3 separate regions of the Mus musculus genome follow, and regions 1 and 3 are each linked to region 2. Evidence: chromatin contacts called from public Hi-C and promoter capture Hi-C data. All regions are on one chromosome and are shown on one strand. Each heading gives the region's core, a stretch centred on a gene start, on an enhancer-like site or on the middle of the called end of the contact. The rest is flanking DNA. Distances are from core to core; before and after follow the strand shown.

What was found. Promoter capture Hi-C pulls out the DNA fragments that hold promoters and counts their contacts. A called contact is a pair of places that touch in the nucleus more often than the background predicts.
Region 1: a contact with region 2 is called in a Hi-C map of CD8 T cells, with 1.8 times the contacts expected there. The contact joins the promoter of Fgd3 here to the promoter of Phf2os1 in region 2. A contact is called at or near these places in 2 of 39 promoter capture datasets (hippocampal neurons and pre-B cells), 3 of 484 Hi-C or Micro-C datasets (B cells, CD4 T cells and CD8 T cells) and 2 of 115 datasets of contacts at active chromatin or transcription factors (memory CD8 T cells and thymic regulatory T cells).
Region 3: a promoter capture Hi-C map of pre-B cells shows a contact between it and region 2, with 5 times the contacts expected there. The contact joins the promoter of Bicd2 here to the promoter of Phf2os1 in region 2. A contact is called at or near these places in 5 of 39 promoter capture datasets (the C10 cell line, liver, neural stem cells and 2 more), 1 of 484 Hi-C or Micro-C datasets (LSK cells) and 1 of 115 datasets of contacts at active chromatin or transcription factors (craniofacial prominence).

Annotation. Positions count from the first base shown.
Region 1 is chr13:49,307,216-49,310,587 of GRCm38.p6, forward strand. Fgd3 (FYVE, RhoGEF and PH domain containing 3) reads right to left here and starts at 1,993. Exons shown (of 18, transcript NM_015759.2): 1 at 1,966-1,993.
Region 2 is chr13:48,869,157-48,872,366 of GRCm38.p6, forward strand. Phf2os1 (a long non-coding RNA gene) reads left to right here and starts at 1,795. Exons shown (of 2, transcript XR_003950516.1): 1 at 1,795-2,047. It overlaps Phf2 (PHD finger protein 2), which reads right to left and starts at 1,729. Exons shown (of 22, transcript NM_011078.3): 1 at 1,512-1,729. The coding sequence starts at 1,609.
Region 3 is chr13:49,339,983-49,343,143 of GRCm38.p6, forward strand. Bicd2 (BICD cargo adaptor 2) reads left to right here and starts at 1,567. Exons shown (of 7, transcript NM_001039179.2): 1 at 1,567-1,928. The coding sequence starts at 1,689.

The sequences.
Region 1 (3,372 bases), core at 743-3,242, 440 kb after region 2:
TGACTTCCTTCTCAGTCGCTTTACAATGGAGACAGACACAATGGAGCAATCACAATTTCTATCTGTAAGTGTAAGATCACAATCAGCCTACCCAGGTCCCATAAGAAGTCGCAGTACGGCAGAAACTTCCGGAGCACACATCAAGATACCCAGAGTCCCTGTTGTAACCCACGGAGCTGCTTTTCATCACTGAGCGGCAGGGCCAGGTTTCTCACTCGGCAGTGAGGCTTCTGAAGACAAGCCCATTTCAGCACTGATCTCATAATGTGCTCTCGACCTCTGTATGCAGAGTTCAGTGTGGCTCTCAGGCCCCTGCACATTGGGAGGTGCAGATCCCTCTATAAACAGAAGCCAGTCTCCACTGCGACCTTGCAGGGGCAGAAGCAGGCTTCAGGGGGTCTGTGGCAGCCCAGTTGAGACAAACCACTTCCTCCTGTCCTTGCCAGAGCTGGCCCCACCCCCAAACCAAGCACAGTGTGTGTTATCAGCTCAGAGAGCTTATGTGGGGACCAGCTAGTCCATTCACAGACTTTGGGCGGGGGGGGGGGGGCTGGGATGAGCTGGCAGAGTGCTCTGTGCCTGTTTCATCTCTCACCCAAATGGGGGCTGGGGAGAGTCTCAGTAAACCACGTGTCAAGCTAGGCCAATGAGAGAACCTGTCTAAAAAACCAGATAGACAGGTCCTGGAGAATAACATCTGAGACTGTCTTCTGGCTTCCCTACACATGCCTCAACACACACACACAAATGGCTAACAATTTTAGTCTTTGTTTTTGGTTTTTTTTCCCCCCAAGAGATGGTGTTTCTCTGTGTGGCCCTGCTGTTGTGGAACTTGCTCTGTAGACCAGGCTGGCCTGGAACTCAGAGATCCACCTGCCTCTGTCTACCAAATGCTGGGATTGAAAGCGTGTGCTACCATCACTACCACCACCACCCCCGGCTAGGTAGGACCAATCTAAAATGAGGCAGAGCTGCGTAAGCTCTAAACCTCAGTGTGGCTTGGCATCATTCTGACTTCACTTTACAGAAAGGGAAATCAAGGCAGAGTCTGCCTATCACCCTGTCCCTGGCATTCTTTCTCACCAGAGTCCCCTCCCTATCCCCCTATAGCTGCTCATCCTCCCTAGCACTCAGGGACTCCCAGAAAAATGGCAAGTGACTTGTCATCCACAATGACAGTGACTCCTGCCTCACTCCCCACAGGTCCTAGAGTCCGGCTTTTCAAATATGCCTCTGCTTACTCTGCATGGCATATAGTATCATAGTGTTATCATAATCATATCATTCTATCCATGCTGCCGTGCGCCTGCTCTATGGCTGCCAGCCTCCTAAGTGGCTGTACCACTACCCAGAGCTGCCCAGGCGAAGCCCTGGGGGTCCCAAGGAGTCCTTTGAGGGCTTAGTTTTCTTTCCTAGCAGTGCCCAGCTAGACAGACATATCTGTTAATATCTAAACTGTAGACTGGAGAAGATTCCAGAACCACATGGGATGCGAAGGCCTAGCCTCCATTAAATCATCCCCTGGGACCACCTCTTCTGCTTAAGCAGAAAAAGACATGCTTTCTTCCCCACTAAGGCACACTGGGTGGGGTCAGCCTTGGATCTGTGCCCCCCCCCAAGCCTCCCAGGGACCACAGTAGTCACCGACAGACTGCCCATAGCCTAAGTGTGAGCTGTGCCCCACCTGCCAATAGCACGTCCAGGACTCTGTAGTCGCGAACTCTTCTCATGCCCACCCATAGCAACCCTATCTTCTCACCAGTACGAGCCACTGAAAGACAACAGCATGAAAAGAGACACCGCTACCGTGCCACAGCAACTTCCTGCTTTGAAAACATCTGTCTCCCTTGAATGGTTCCTGTTTGGTTTCTAGTAACCTCCTACCACCCGCCACGAAGCCCCTTCACAGCGCAAGACAAACACTGTAGGATTCTGCAAAGATCCCAGGAGCCAATCTCCACTCACCCTTCTTCCAAGACCAGTCTGCATCTCCCCCAGGGCTGAACTCATGCAAGAACAAAACCCAACTTCCTCTTTCTAATTTTTGCAATATTGGTCACAAAACAGTGGCACATTTGCATTTCCGTAGCGATGACGCAACGTGAGAGGAGGTTGGTCTGCTGGTCCTGAAGGGCCTGGTCTGCTTGTGGTGGGATGACTTCGAAAGCGTAATCCTTTTACTCGACCTGGCTCAGCCCTACCAGGTTCTGCAGTAGCAGCCAGGGCTGAGCTTAGGTTTAACAAGTCACTGAGTAAAGACACCTCCTGCATCTGGTTTGGTGGGCTCCTCTGAGCAGACCTGAGATTGATGTTGTCTATGGGGAAGAGGATCCATCAGGGGACAGGTGACCCAGGCCAGACAGACCTTGGTGACTACAGAAAGTTGGAAGAAACATACCCCACCAGTGACATTGTTTCACGGTGACTCCAAGAGACCTGAGGGAACTTCTGGTTATCTGGCTGATGAGGACTGCCCCAGCAGGGCTAAGCTCTGCCTCTTCCAGGCAGCCCTCAGGGGAAAGTCCCCTCATTATCTCAGGAAGTCAATAAATAATGGGGCAGGGGGTTAGCCTAACATGCATATAGGCTGCAAATTTGACTCCATTTCAGTAATGTCTTCTTAATCTATCCTAAATTTTGTGTTTGTTTTAGGTTTTGTTGAGACAGTCTCACCAAGTAGTCCAGGATGGCCTTGGATTCTCTGTGTTGTCCAAACTCATTTGAATTTACACTGTTTCAGTCTTTCAAATGCTGGGATCGCTACTGTGCACCATTGCATCAACTAATCTTGAATTCTCTCTCTCTCTCTCTCTCTCTCTCTCTCTCTCTCTCTCTCTCTGTGTGTGTGTGTGTGTGTGTGTGTGTGTGCGTGCATGCATATGGAGGCCAAAAGTCAAAGCTAAATGTCTTCTTCAGTTGCAGTCCACATTATTATTATTATTGTTGTTGTTGTTGTTACTGTTATTATTGTTGTTATTTTGGCATTTATTGCTATTCACCCTGGGATTAATCAACATGACTAGCTTGGCTGGCCAGCGATCTGCCAGGGACCCTTCTGTCTCTGCCTCCATCAGCCTTTTCCCATGAGTGCTGGGGATTGCACTCACTTCCTCATGCTTGGACTGAACCATCTGCTCAATCCTCTAAATGCTTGTTTTAACTAGTTAACATTTTCTGTGTATATGTATGTATATGTATGTGCACATGCACGCATGAGTGTATATGTATATGATGGAACTGCTCAAGGTTCTCGATTCTTCTTCCATAAAATGGAGAGGTGTGTATGTTAGAGGCATTGTAAAGAATGAGGTCTAGCCTAGGCAAGTCCTTAAAGAATCTTAGTCCCTGCCTGAATCTCCACTGCTGAGCTGT
Region 2 (3,210 bases), core at 545-3,044:
CCACTCTCAGGGCTACTCAAGTCCAGATTCCCAGCGTTTCTGGATTTGGAGAGGCCTCCGGGCTATCACCCACTGTGATCTGGCCACAAACCCTTCGAGATGGATGCCAGTTGGTGGCTGTTTATAGTGGCCCTGTTTTGGAGCAGAGCCCAGGGGTCACACAACTCTGAGTGCTCTCCACAACCCTAGATATTTGGGGGAGGCAACACAAGATACTCGAGGGATTCCAGTGAGCCATACAGGACCACCCCTCGTAAGGCCAGCCAGGTTGCCCTACAAGAGTGGGCCTCTGTCCCAGGGCCTACAGATGTGAGAAGGCCCATCAAATCCTGGCCACCTAGCTCCCAACACTTAAAGATGACTAGACCAGAGACCACAGCTCTTTTTCAAGACTCCCTAAAGATCCTGGATGTGAGATATCAGAAGGGTCTTCTCTCTAGAAGGAAGGTCAGGGACGGTCCAGAACCACACACCGTTCTCTCCCTCCAGCCTGCTACTCGCTGTTAAAAACTCACACCCAGGGGACAGACAGACCTGTCCAGCTTCAGGCCAGCCCTCTTGAGGCCCAAGCACATCCCACAGGCAAAGTCAAACACAAGAGAACCTGTTGGAGCAGTTTAAGCAGGATGATCACCTCTTTCTCCTCCTCTTACTTCTAAGTAGGAAGGGACTTAGGCTCTTAAAAAGTAGACACAAGGCCAGGTCATGGCCACCGGCAAGGGCCCAGAGGGCGGGTTTAGTATCTCCAAGCTTACCTCTTTCCCTCCTCCCCATCTTCCTTAAAGAGCATAAGGTCATGTCAAAACTGGGGTTCCTCTGCCTGAAGCAGAGAGGAGGGAAATGGGGAGCCGAGCAGGCCAGGAAATGAGCGGCCAAGCCACAACACCCCCACCCCAACACACAGACACTCACGTCGGTCTGTCACTGCACTCCCGCCTAGGCCCGCAGGCCGGCCCGAGCCAGTAGGCACGCGGGGTCCCCGGTGGGGTCCTGCCCGCCAGGACACAGTCCCGAGGGGGTTCCCGGGATCCAGCACAGACGGGGGGCACTGGCCGCTACCTCGCTACCGTTCCCCCGGTCCACCCGAGCCCTGCCAGCTCCGGAGCCCGCCAGTCGCGCCTCTCGGGGGACCCGCGCCGGGCCGCGCGCCCGCCTCTCCCGGCCCGGCCGCCCCGAGCCCGCGCGGGGAAAGTTCCTGCAACTTCGCAGGGGGCTGGCGGCGGGGGCCCCGGGCCTGGGCCTCGTCCGGCTCCTGGCCTCCGCGGCCACTGCGGCCCCGCTGTCAGACGACCGGGTCCCAGCCCCATCGCGGCCGGAGCCCCAACTTCCCCGCGCCCCTCGCCCGCCCCGGCCACGGGCCTCGCTTTGTGCGCGGCGGCCGTACGCCCCCGCCCTGGGCACAAAAGGGCGCGCGGCCCGGCGGCCGAACGCGGCTGCGGTGCCCGGCGGGGCCCGGGGCGCGCGACCAGGGCGCGGGGCTCGGTGGGCCGGGCGGGCCGCGGCGCGCTCACCTGCCGTGGAACCAGTCCTTGCAGGCATCGCACTCGATCATAAAGCGGGTAACGTCGTAGGGCAGCCGGCAGACGCAGTACACGGGCACCGTCGCCATGTTGCCGCGCCGCCGCTCGCCCCGCCGCTGCGCTGCCCGGGTCGGGCCGGGCCGGGCCGGGGGCCGCGCGGCGAGGGCGGCGGGGGCGGCGGGCGCGGGCGCCGCGGCCGGAGCGGACGGGGCCGGGGGCGCTCGGCAGGGCCCGCGCGCGCGCTCGCGGCCGGGCGCGTCCACACAATGCCGGCGCGGGCTGCTGGGGCCGCGCCGGGAGCCGCCCGCCGGGCCGCGGGGCGCAGGGCTGAGAGTGCGCGGGGGGCCCGGCCGCGCGCGGGACACAAAGCGAATGGACGCGCGGGGGCGGCGGGCGGGGAGCCGCGGCCCCACCGAAGGGACCCCCGGCCGCCGAGCGGCCGCTACGTCAGCGCCCCGGGTGGCGCCGCCTCCGCCCGCCGGCCTGGGCCCCGCTCCCGCCGCCGGGAAGGCGGGCCGCGGTAGAAGGTGGGCCGCGGGCCTGGGGGAGCCAGCAGCCGGGCTCGGGGGCACCCCGCGGGAGAGGGTGGCCCCGGGACTCCCAGGGAGACGAGCCGCGGAGCCCCCTGCCCCCGACTACGTGAACACAGTTCGCACAGCCCTGCCTTAGCCAGAAGCAACTCCTTGGCCTTAACTTTCTTCTGACCCCGAAGTGGGATGGACAGGGGGATCTTCCTCCTCTTCCTGGGCCCGGCAGCCTCCCTCCCATCCCGAACTGCGACTGAGTTGCTGGCTTTTGAATAACCTCCCCTTCCCCTTCTTTCTAGCTGGGGGCTGCCTTGCTTCCTCGTACGATCCGGTGAACTTTCCCGATGCTCCGGCAAAAGTCAGGGGACCCGAGAGTGAACTGTTTGTTGTAGGACACAGCTTACCTGGGATTGGTGCCGCCCAGGACCCCTTATTACAACCCATAGACCCACAGACCTTAGGAGCGGAGGACAGTCCAGTGAGTCGCAACTGAGCCACAGGACTGCTGGGGAAGACAAGGGGTTATGTTGTCGCTCTCGCCCCTGCAGTCTTGCTCTGAACTGGCTCCCTGGTCTCACCTGTCCTGCTTAGAGCTTTTTTGTTGGTTGGTTGGTTGGTTGTTTGGTTGGTTGGTGAGATATGAATGAGGGTCCTTCTCTGTCCCCTACCCAGGTCGACCCTGATGAGCAGGGCCATATATTTAGGAAGAAAGCTGTCTGCTAGATCTGCTTCCCCTTTGCCTGTCCCCACACAATACGTGGAGATGCTAGTCTCTGCAGATACATTCCAGAGTTTCAGACCTCTGCTTACCTTGACAAGGCAGAGTCCCAGTTATCCCTGCCCAGAGTGCGGCTGCCAATCAGCTCCATTGCTGGCAACTCAGAGGATAGCCTGTTATGGAATCTGCCCTCAACCAACCCCCACCCTTCCCAAATAGGTAAACCCAGGGCCACAAATCAGGATCCGAACCAGGGCAAGCACTGTGTAACCTAAGGGCACACATGTGGCAGGGGAGATAGGAAATTGGGGCGGGGGGCGCAGACAGGTTACCCCGTCAACCTGTACACAATGAATTCATTTCAAGCTACCTGCCTGAACTCCAGCTGTCCCCTTGGGTCTCCTCTGTACTGGATGGTCCTTCCCCTTACAAGGCAAGAAACAGC
Region 3 (3,161 bases), core at 317-2,816, 470 kb after region 2:
CAGGCAGCCTGGATAAGTGTAGGTTCTGTAGAGCTTGGGGACTTGTTGGAGGAAAGTTTGTTCCTTCTAAATCCACCTTCACTTAGTGTGAACAGCTTGCGTAGGCCTGATATATGGGCCTCAGTGTAGAGCCAGGACTGTTGTACAAAATTAGGCTGGTTGGCCAAAGAGAAGGAGGAATAACACATTTACTTATACAGCGCTCTCTCTCTCTCTCTTTTGAGACAGGGTCTCTCTATTTAGTCGTGGCTGGCCTGGAACTTGACATGTAGATTAGGCTGGCCGTGAAATTCTTCTACCTCTACCTCCCAAGTGCTGAGATTAAAGGTGTGTTCCACCACACCAAGTTGATTTACTATGCAATTCTTGTGTTGATCCTAGATTTTCTTTTCGCGCGCGCGCGTGTGTGTGTGTGTGTGTGTGTGTGTGTGAAGTGGGTTCATGTTCCTGTGTGTGTGTGTGTGTGTGTGAAGTGGGTTCATGTTCCTGTGTGGGCACACAGGCCCCACATGCACTGGGAATCAGAGGACAAGATCCAGTTGTCAGTCTTTGTCTTCCATCTTGTTTGAGATTGGTTATCTCTGCTTTTCTTGTCTCCCCCTCTCTCCCGCCCCTGTCTTTCATACTCCAGCCTAGCTTCAGGGGATTCTCCAATTTCCACCTCCCATCTTTCCTCAGGGACATTGGGATGATAGACTGTGCTTTAGGTGGGCTCTAGGGGCGCAAATATAGGTCCTTGCTCTTACTGAGCAAGAGCTTTATCCTCTTAGCCATCTCTCCAGCTGACCTCTATGTTTGATGGTGGTCCGCAGCTGTAGGGTGTGGTGTTGCGGGGGTGTGTGCAGTGAGAAAGGGAACAACACGCTTGTTATATCCAAATCACCATGCAAGGAGGGAAGTTTTATTTAGAATTATAGTGAAGAGTACAGCTACGTCTCGCCGAAAACGGGGGACGGACAACATTTAAATACACCTTTGACATTATGCTCACGGAGGTGCCTTCATTTCCATGAAAGAAAATCCTAACGGACAATGGACAAGAGGAAGTAGTATCCGGGCCTGGGCTCCCCTGAGCCCCTAGCGTCAGGCTGTTGGCATCCTTTTGGCAGTGCCCGCGGCCCGCCACAAGTCATTCAAATTCCGCATAAAGCGCGCGCCACACAGTCTCACCAGCCATGCTCTGACGTTTCAGGACGCGAATCTTACTCGTGATATCCACAGCTCGGATCACCTTACTCCACAAAGGCTGGGAGCGGAAGGCTTGAGGTTCTCCGGGTGGCTGCCGGGTCCCTGGGCTGGGGTCGGTGGCACCCCTACTTTTGTCACGTCAGACGCGCCCGCCAATCAACGATTGGAGCCAGGCGGGTACAGAGCACAACGGGCAAAGCAGTGAGCGTAAAATAGGACTACATCTCCCACAATGCTAAGGGAGACGTAGCTTTGCGTCACGTTAGGCGCCTGCCCCCTTGAGATTTAGACCAATCACAAGCGCGGACCAGGTGGGCGCAAGGGACTACGGGTTGTGTAGTCCATGCTCAGTGGGACTGCAGCCCCCAGTGTTCCGCGCGCGTCAGGGAGGAGCAGTGCGGCGGCGCGGGCGGCCGTCGGGGCTGGGCGGCGGCAGCGGCGGCTAAGAGGGCCCGGCTTGTGGGAGCCAAGGTGGGAGCCGGCCTCGGCGCGCGGCCACCATGTCCGCGCCGTCGGAGGAGGAGGAGTATGCGCGTCTGGTGATGGAGGCGCAGCCGGAGTGGCTGCGCGCCGAGGTGAAGCGGCTGTCCCACGAGCTGGCCGAGACCACGCGTGAGAAGATCCAGGCGGCCGAGTATGGACTGGCGGTGCTGGAGGAGAAGCACCAGCTCAAGCTGCAGTTCGAGGAGCTCGAGGTGGACTATGAGGCCATCCGCAGCGAGATGGAGCAGCTCAAAGAGGTGAGTGGTCGGCTGCGACCCCTGCCTCGGGCGCTAAGGTCACCCTGCCCAGTGGTGGGAGGTACCAGGGGTGGGGCAGGAGACCTAGAGTTGCGGTCCCGGGCAGTGACGGTGAAGGGACCCTGTTCGGCCCTGTGTCCGGTTGCTGGGGTCCAGACTCCCTGCAGCCCCACTCACCCGCTAGTTTTCTTTGCAGGCCTTGTTGGCCTTTTCGTTGAGGACTGATGTCCTGCTATGGTTATTGCTGCCTAGGGTGTGTCTGTGTGGTTGGTGGGGAGCAGATGATGCCCTTACAACTGAGGCTGTCCGTGCAAGTGACCCCAGGGAAAAGCTGGACCTGGGGTTGGTTGACCACAGTTTGTCACCTTCAAGCAAATCACTTCCCCCCCATTTTGGAGCAGCTGCTTTCTGTGCTATTCATCAGGTTTCGTGACCGCCTGAGGCTGGGAAGGGATGGATACAGGGCTGAGTGAGTCGCAGCCCCTGGTTGCCTATGGCCCTTGACAGGCCGGCTTTCCCGATATCCATCGCTCAACCAGCTGCTTTTTCCCCATCTCATTAATGGTGCTCCCACTACTGGGATGCATGGCTTCCATCGACCGCTTCCTGTCTTGCTCTGCCTCCTAGGGCCTGCCTGTCACCGTGGAGTCTGTGTTCTTCTGTTGGAAACATGGTACTTTGTGTCATCCCACTGTAGGAAGAGAGGTTAGACTCCCAGGCTGGCCAAGAGCTTGGGGAGGGGCAGTAGGAGGGACCTGGGTAAGCTTTCTGGGATGATTTAAGTATTAGTAACTCTCCCATCTTCTTGACTCCCCAGCCTTGTTCTGGAGACTGGGGGAAATGCTTTATGGGAGAAGGACACACTTGAGTTTGGACCAACCCCTTCTTATTGCTTGTGATGGGTGAGCCTTGGGTGAGCCATGGGTAAGCTCTCCTCAAACCTTAGCTTCCAGCTCTGCAAAGTAGGAATACAGCTTTGCCAATCCAGAAGTATTGCTTTTAGTATTCTATATTTGGAAAGGCCTGGCATGGGGCCACACAGGTAGCTTGTTGGATTATCTCAACAGTTTCCCTTCCCTGTGAGACTCAGTTCTGCTCTTGAGTATTAATCACAGGCTCATCTTTTGATACTTCTGCTCCCAGTCAGCTTTGGATAGATGCCTGAACTCTTGAGAGCCTCTCTGACTTTTAGGGGAATGAGTCCTTAAAGTCTGGGTAGAGCAGGGCTGGGTG